Linked DNA regions of Arachis hypogaea: region 2 is linked to region 1. The links are chromatin contacts, called in public Hi-C maps. All regions are on one chromosome and are shown on one strand. Each heading gives the region's core, a stretch centred on a gene start, on an enhancer-like site or on the middle of the called end of the contact. The rest is flanking DNA. Distances are from core to core; before and after follow the strand shown.

Region 1 (4,525 bases), core at 627-3,126:
AGGAAACTAATGACTACGTCTCTCAAGTACCTGTCATCTTCGATAGATCCCATGAATCTAGACAGCGAGTCTGATTTGTTAAGACCCGTCGTCATCTCCCTCCTCCTTTGTTATATCATCTCCATGACCACATTGTCCACCACTCTAATTGTTTTCTGTAGCTTTTTCTTTGAACCAATGTTTAGTAATCGCTTCAGTTTTCATATGAGCGGCAACGACGACATTGCTCGTTGTACTGATAGTTTGGATGCGAGGTAGAAGCAGTCTGTTAACATGGACTTCGGGAAAGAAGGAATGAAGCATTTGGGGTCAATTTCAAATGAGAATTTGCATGTCGAAGGAGAATATCTTCATGATGTCCTAATGTCCAACAATCTATATTACTTGCCGGAGAGTGGAGAAAAATGTGGCCTTGAGTTGGTCTTGAGGATGTGGTGGACGTTGTCGGGGTTGGAGGTGATGCTTTTATCGAGGACGTAGAAGTGGATGCTTCTGGTGGGTGAAGTGCAGAGGAGATGGGTGTACCAGTCACAGAGATTTAGGAAGTGTGTGGTCTATGACATGTTGAGGTAGGCACGACACGCGTGGCAGTTACACAATGACTTGATCTCGGAACTGAGGAGAAAAGAAAAAATGGAAAAGAAGAATGTGAAAGGTGAAGAAGGAGAGTATGAATGTTAGGGTTATGCGAGATATGATAAAAATTGGGAAAGAACAGTGTCGTTTTCTAACAAATGGGTGATGGATTATTTTGTCCCCTATTAGAGTTGTTAGGGATCATTTTATTCCCTGTTAGAGTTGTCAGGAACTATTTTGTCTTCCGTTAGAGTTGACGGAGTCAAGGACCTAAATGACTCACAGAATTAATTGTTAGGAACTAAGCGAGTAATTAATTTTAATTGGAAACTAAAATGTCTGGTCCAAAATTTTTTGAAGACCAAAACGGTAAATACTCAAGAATAAAAGAGAAAACAAAAACGAAAAAATAAAAGGTAAAGCAAAAAATAACGTCCTCTGTGGTACTCTCTCTCATCTAAGTTAATATTCAGATTAAAAGATAATGGTTAAGAAATTTGTAGGAACAAGTTGAAGTTAGACAAAAGAAACCTTGCACTTGTTTCTATAATTCTTTCTTTTATCTTAGAAAATAATAAAATTGATGAGAAATTTTAGACATCTATTTTTTCTTTTTCTTTTTTTTTTCAATCAACAAATAAACAAAAATTAAAAGCCAAAATAATAGTTTTTTCAAATCCTTAAGTTCTTTATCTTTTTATGCATTCGATCCTCTCTTTTTCATAGACCCCTATTAACATTGAAAAATGACAATTTATATTTTATAAAATATTTTTTTAACTAAAAATAAATTATTTTAACACAATAAATTAAATTTTTTATATACATAAATTATATTAGTTATGATATTTATTTATGTTTATTTTTTGAATTATATTGTTTATATTTTTAAATTGTATCTGTTATCATATAATTAATGAGATTGAACAAAATACAATATACTATAAAATAGAATTTCTTTAGCTAATTTTAAGAAGTGCTATGGTATGTTGATATTTAAAGTAAATATTTTAAAAAATAAAAATAGAAAGAATGAATATAAATTTAGTAATAATTAAAAAAATTTCTATAAATTATAAAAAATAAAAAAATATTTATATATTTTAAATAGTAATAGAATAAATAAATTTTTTATTTTTAATTAAACAATTAAACAACAAAAATACTTCTACTAATATAAGTAAAAAAATGACCATCTAAGATGATTGAAGAAAAGAAAGGTTGAAACAAGAAATAAAAACGCACGGGTCTTCTGCTAGTATTGGTATATACTCTGCGTTGGTGCTTACAAATTAAAATGTTGACAATAATAATAATAATAATAATAATAATAATAATAATAATAATAATAGAAGACGTCTTGTAAAATGAAATTTCCCTGGCGAATTTTCTTTTCTTTTCATTTCTTTCTTTCTTTCTTTCTTTCGGGCAGGGCCTGTTGTCTTGTGTTTGTTGGCTTGGTGTTGTCATTGTTCTCAATTTTTTCTTTCTTTTTTATTTTCTTCTCTCTCTCTCTCTCTCTCTCTCTCTCTCTCTCTGAGCTGTGGGAAGTTCCAGGTTGGAGGGGTCCATGGGGTTTCTGGATCTCATCACCACAATTTCGAAACTCTCTTTCAACCACCTCCTTTTTCTTCAATGACTCCCCCGCCACCACTACCACCACCACCATTCTCACCACCATTGCACGGCGCCAAAACCTGACAGCTTCTTCCTCGAACACCAAGGTAGCCAGGTAGTGGAGGAACCTCACTTCTAGGGTTTGCTATAGTAAGAAGCAGAAGACGAAACGACGCCGTTTGTCTGAAAGTATTAGGAAGAAGTATGCCGGGGCATCGGTCCAAGTCGTCGGAGAAGCACGCCGACGGCGGCGGCGCCAAGCCGCTCCGGCGGGACCCTTACGAGGTCCTCGGCGTCTCCCGCAACTCCACCGATCAGGAAATCAAAACCGCTTACCGCAAAATGGCTCTCAAGTAAAGTCCCCTACCTCACTCTGCTTCTCCAACTAGCTTCGTATTTATTTATTTGTTTATTCAAAAATGTTCAATATTTATACTATTTCGTTTGGTGTAGTTTGGGATTTATAATTTTATATGCATTTTTTAAAAAATATTTTACAGGGTTTTATGTATTTATTTGACATTTGACATTTGAAATTTGAAATTTGAAATTTGAAATTAGTTTCAGCATGTTAGTACTAATATCCTATCGGCCGAAGTAATATGTTGTTGAATCTGGGATCCATGTGTTGGGAAATGAACTTCTTCACTTTTTGAATGATGTTTGATAGAAAACTGGTTTTGTTTTAATTCTCAGAGTCTGAGAGACTTAAGACAAAATAGAACTATGTGAAGACAGTGATTCAGCAGAGGACACGTAGTCAAGGCTAGTATTCGTTTGAGCAACGGCTTGCCGAATCTTCTACTTTGATTTTTCTAAGTCTAGGTGAAATCAATATTCGCGAGGGTGGTCTTGTTTATTTTGCTTCTTGAAGATTTGACTCAAGATCAAATATGCTTTTATTTTAGTATCGATCATTGTTGGTGGTAGTCTTTTTAACTAATATAGTGTGTTTGTGGAATTTGGTGAATAGAAGGTTGTTTTATAATCGCTAAAATATCCGTGTGCTAGAATCAAATTAAGATGATATATATTGACCTGGGAAAAAAAAGAGAAATGGCTGGTAAAGATCATGGAATACAACATTGGGAAACGTTATCTGTTATAGGGGGAACCTTTTGTGGCAAATCTTTGCATAGTTGATTTTCAAGCCTAGATAATAGAGGAGGGTTGTGTTAGGCAATTGATAGTCAGCATAAGACTTTGTCAAATCCCCATGGCATGAAACTTGTTTATTGATCATCTAGATAAGCCCAAAATATCACTGCAAAGATGTTGAATTGTTAATCTCTGCCCATGATGTCTGATTGTTTTTCATGCATTGGATATGAGCTGGATGGTTTACAAAAAACTTAATGACTTCCCGGAGATGTCTTGAATTAAATAATAAATCATGCCCTTTCTTGGCCACCTGATTTCTTGAATACCCTATTTCATCGTCTCTTTAGATGAAAAGGATTGATTATTAATTAACTGGTTAAATTTATTTCATTTCAGATATCATCCTGACAAGAATGCTAATGATCCTAAGGCAGCTGATATGTTCAAAGAGGTTACCTTTTCATACAATATATTGTCAGATCCTGACAAGCGTCGTCAGTTCGACACAGCTGGTTTTGAGGTGACCCTCATTTTTTCAAATTATTAACCATGAAGCCTTTTGGAATTAGGAGGATAATTGATTCTTGAAATTTATTTTGCAAAAAAGAGTTTAAATTCCGATCTTGATTAAATCATGCTACTCACCCCCCACCTGTAAATCTGTTGATTCTCTTTTCATTTTTATTTTTTGCTCGAATCTTTTTGCATGCATCATATGTGATTGAATATTTCATGTTTGTGCATAGGCTGTTGAATCGGATAACCAAGAGTTGGAGTTGGACCTTTCAAGTTTGGGTGCTGTGAATACAATGTTTGCTGCACTTTTTAGGTATCCTTTTCTTTAATCCTTCTTTTCCCATCTTTGGTTTTTCCTAATCTCCATTACCTGATTTCCATTATGCATAATATTAATGTTCTACATACATAACAGTAAACTCGGTGTGCCAATTAAGACAACTGTATCAGCAACTGTTTTGGAAGAGGCCCTCAATGGTGTAGTGACCATTCGTCCACTTCCATTGGGACAGTTTATTTCTAGAAGGGTGAGCTGCTTCTTTAATCACTTCATACCTTCATGGATCCCTTTATAGTCATATTTTTTGAAAAGAACTTTTTTCCTTTGTTTTTTTTGGTGTCTTCATCTGAAGGTTGAGAAGCAATGTGCACATTTCTATTCAGTTACAATAACAGAAGAGGAAGCACAAGCTGGATTTGTTTGTCGAGTGCACTC
Region 2 (4,337 bases), core at 821-3,320, 120 kb before region 1:
GGGATGACATTTATATGTGTTTTTTTTTTTTTGTTTTTGGACACCGACATTTATTATACAGTTATCGTGAGAGGCCGAAGCCCAAGGGAAAGAAAAAAAAACTAAACTGTTATATTTCCTATGACAAAAAAAAACCTGTTATATTTCTAAGTCCAAAACATCTCCAAAGATGTCCGATTACATTTTTGAAGTAAATGGGCTTATTCTTGTTATGACATCATTTTTGTTTTAAAATGTAAAAAAGAGGCAAAAACAATGACAATTCGTGAGAGCTACTGTAAGCCCACTAACATTAGTATTACCCTCCTCCTATGATTCTATGATGCACGGAGGGACCTTTACGTTGCTAAAATAAAATAAATACAAAGACCAAGAATTAAATAATAACAAGTTATAATTCAAATAGTATAGTTTTTTTATCTTCATTTAGATTTGAGGTTCACTCCTAACTTTAAAAAAAAAAAAAAAATAAGATAAATATTATCTTAAACAAAAAAAAAACACTCTAACTTGAATTTTAAACATAAATTCTAAATTCTCATCCAATTAGAGTTAGCTCAAATGATTTAAATTCTTAGGCTAAAATTTTTTTTCTCCTGTACTCCTAGTTCAACCCTCTATTATACCAAAACAAGAAGTACAACACTCCTTACTAAGTAAAAAAGGTGGTCTAAAATTAAATCTCTTATTGTGATTTTAAAACCGACTTTTGAACCAAAAAAAAAAAAAAACTAAGAAAAATAGTTCATTTTCGTGGTTATGAACCACGATTTTGGTTTCAAAAGTAAACCTCATTTTTTATAGTTCTGAACCATGATTTTTTATCACATAAAAGCAAAAACTTTTCGTTATTATAAACCACAATTATGCAGTTTCAAATTTTCTTATACAACATCCACATAATCCTCTTGTGTCTTCACTATGGTAAAACATGTCTTCTTTTTTATTTTTCTGATAATACGCTTCGTTTTTATTAGCATTTACTTTAAGAAAAAATGAACATAAATACACAAAAGATCACACGAAGAATAAAATTATCTATCAAATGTACACGAAATCACTTCCACCTTTTTGCCAATGAAGCTCCATTTCTGTTAATAAAAATTAACATGTGGCACTTTTTTTTTTCAATGTTGACACTATACAATTAATGATATAGCTATTTAAGTAATTATAGTATTAACTCATTCACTCTTTATCTTCCTCTGTTGCTTAGTCTAGTGAAGTACACCACACTAAACTAATAGTAAAATCTATACACAACAGATTATAACGTGAACAACTAATTTAAATTAATAAATTCAGGTTAACTTAGCTCACACTTAAAATATCTAGTTTTAGTAACTAATTTTAGTTAGCAATAGCAAAATAACTAACTTTAGACATTTCACTCAGTTATACTTCAATTTACCTAGTTATTTCTATTAGCTGAATTTTACTTCCACGGGTTAAAAAAAATTATATAAAAATACATATTAAATACATATATATTCATTCATATATTTCGATATCTAATATCTTAAATTCTAAATGGTTTCGTTACAGTTAATCATGGTAAAAATGTTATACCACTACAAGAAATGTAACAAAAATTATTTTTTTTTTAACAAAACTTAATCATTGTTATATAATAATAATGTTTTGTAATAACAATATAATTTGTTACAAAACGTTTTGTTATTTTGTAACGATTTGATTTGTTTGTTACAAATTATATTAGCTTTTGTAACAATCAGTGTTTTTGTTATAAAATTTTATAATATTTTGTAACAAAAGATAAAGTTGTTACAAAAGTTTAAAATATTTTATAAGAAAATATTCGTTTGTTTCAAAAACTCCAATTATTTTGTAACAAAAAATTAATTTGTCACAAAATTCAATATTATTTATAATAAAGTATTTATTTGTCACAAAATACAAGAATTTTTGTAACTAAAAAAAATTATTTTAAAATGTTAAGACTTATTGCCTTTTTGCATGTATTTCTTCATCCATGAAGTAGTAAGAACAAATAATGGAGTATATAAAGAGTACAGCAAGCATATGCATATCATGGAAGCTACATTGTCTCCTAAGTACAAGAGAAAGAATATAAAAATGATTAAATTATATGTCTCTACTCTCAACTTGCATTGTAATAATTTCAACTCCGAATTTCGTTCTCAGCAAGGGAACCGGGGAGCAAAGAACATGGTTTTTCAGCGTTAATAATTCACACGTTATCTTCAATTCTTCATCAAGAAAATTAAAATTTAAAAAAAATGCGTCATTTAATTTGTCATTTCTTTTCTTTACAAATTTATAATATATATGATCAAATATCAAATATATTTAATTTAAAGGTGTTGCATCATTCTCCACCCCTTTGATGTGATATCTATATATGAAGAGGTGAAACAAGGAAATAATACGTATATTTAGTGTTTCTTTATTAGGTAGCAAGTAGCCTTCTCTCAATAATAATTTCTCTAATCTTTCAAGGCAAAAAACATTATATTTTTTCATGTCAATAGCACACCTGTCTCCTAAACAAACAAACAAGAAAATAATAATAATAAAAACAACCTAGCTAGGTTGAAAGGTATTCAAATGCTATGTACTATCTTTATAGTTTAGGGAAAACATGATGTAATGGAGTTCAGGTAAAAAAAATATTTTTTTTATAAGTGTGAATTGAGTGATATATCTTAATATTATAAATTTTAGTATTTTTTAAAATTGTAAAAAAAATTAAAATTGAAAATCTGATTTTAAAATTTTTATTTTTTAATTTTTTTAAAACAGAAATAAAATTATCTAATTTCTTTATCTTATATTTTTTTTTACTTTTTGAAACAAAAATAAAAAAAGTTTTATTTTTGTACCCTAAATCAAATGGCACCATATTTGATATTGCATCCCAACATTAGTCAATAATCTTAAAAATCACTATTATCAACTCAATATTAAAGATAATTTTCGTAAAAAATCATCAATTATTTTTTAATTAAGATTAAGTAATATTTTTAAAAAAATTAATTTTTTAATTTAAATTTTAAATATTAAATATTAAATTTAAATCTTAAATAATAAACGCTAGATCTTAATCCTAAATCTTAAATTTTTTTTAAACAATAAGAGTTAAAAAAATAAATTCGTAATTAAAAAAATAAACTAATATTCATTAAAAAATAATTGTTTATATTTTGAGAATTGAAATTTGAAGGCTCAATAATTCACACGTCACCGTGTTCAAAAGTGAGCTTGTCTCCCGAAGGCACGCTTCATTTTTTTCTAAACCATATATCTGTCGACCATTCACTTTAATTTTACCTTATTATTTTTTAGCTGTATTCAATTCATTGCTTTCAACGCTTTGCATTAATAATTTTTCAGAGATTTTATTAAAGAGAAAATGTGTTATCAATTAAGTTAGGTATAATGTAGGAAAAATAGTCATCATCTTATTGCATACATGCATTGAACATTGTGATTAGAGATAATAAAATTAAGCTTGTATATATAATTGTAGCCAATATAGAAGACTTGATAACTAAACTAGGGTAAACATCTTAAGTTGAAATATTAAAAAATATATTTGGAAGTTTGGCTTTTTATAGTCAGATTAGAAGTCATTGCATCATGATTATCTTAATATTTTAGTAGAATTGAATTTCAAGATAATTTCTCTCCTTTTCTTGCTCCTTTCTTTCAAAGTTCATTGTTTATATACCAAAGTTGGGTTTTTTTTTTTTTTTTTTTTGTTATAAAATTAAGCCTATATATAGAGATGGCAGACTTGTGTGAACAAAACAATAATTTCGGTGCAAAAAATCTGATATTCCCGTTTGCATGCGAATAATAATTTCTTCTTTTACTATGATTATTTTTTGTTAATTTATTTAGAACAATTTGTGGTACCTGCAGCTTCATGAAGAGGAATAAATATTCATCTCTCTAAAATTTAAACCGTAATTAATAACAATTACACCTTTTTTTTCTTTTTGTACAATGGGGTTCTCATCTCTGTAGTTTCTTCGAAATCATCAAATTAAAGTTCAAACTATGGTACGGTGGTTAAGATCGATGAGGAAATAAAGTTGCGTGACAAAATAAAGAACTTGTTAAACCTTGCTTTAAATTCAAAAATGTACTGTGTACCCAATAATTATATGGATATGCATGGATACAGTTTTATCTTTATTTTTCAAAATTAAAGGAAGATTAATTAAAAAAGTAATTCTATACGTATAAACTTGTTTTTGTTAATTAAATCTACTCACTCATCCAAACTTAATTGTTTAATTTAGTTAAATTTAGTTTAAAAAAATTTATGTGTATATGTAGTGCATGCACGG

The links. Hi-C and Micro-C count contacts between places; a contact is called where the count stands out from the background.
Region 2: a Hi-C map of an unstated tissue shows a contact between it and region 1, with 4 times the contacts expected there. The contact joins the enhancer-like site here to the promoter of LOC112750085 in region 1. A contact is called at or near these places in 2 of 8 Hi-C or Micro-C datasets (leaf and an unstated tissue).

Annotation. Positions count from the first base shown.
Region 1 is chr15:29,042,191-29,046,715 of arahy.Tifrunner.gnm2.J5K5, reverse strand. LOC112750085 (chaperone protein dnaJ 16) reads left to right here and starts at 1,876. Exons shown (of 11, transcript XM_025798618.3): 1 at 1,876-2,546; 2 at 3,691-3,814; 3 at 4,041-4,123; 4 at 4,226-4,337; 5 at 4,443-4,525. The coding sequence starts at 2,398.
Region 2 is chr15:29,165,479-29,169,815 of arahy.Tifrunner.gnm2.J5K5, reverse strand. No RefSeq gene overlaps it. Among protein-coding and RNA genes, the nearest start is that of LOC112748197, 9.2 kb to the left of the region's middle. Within about 2 kb of position 2,070, at least 2 of the 3 cell types and tissues checked have open chromatin away from gene starts, as enhancers often do.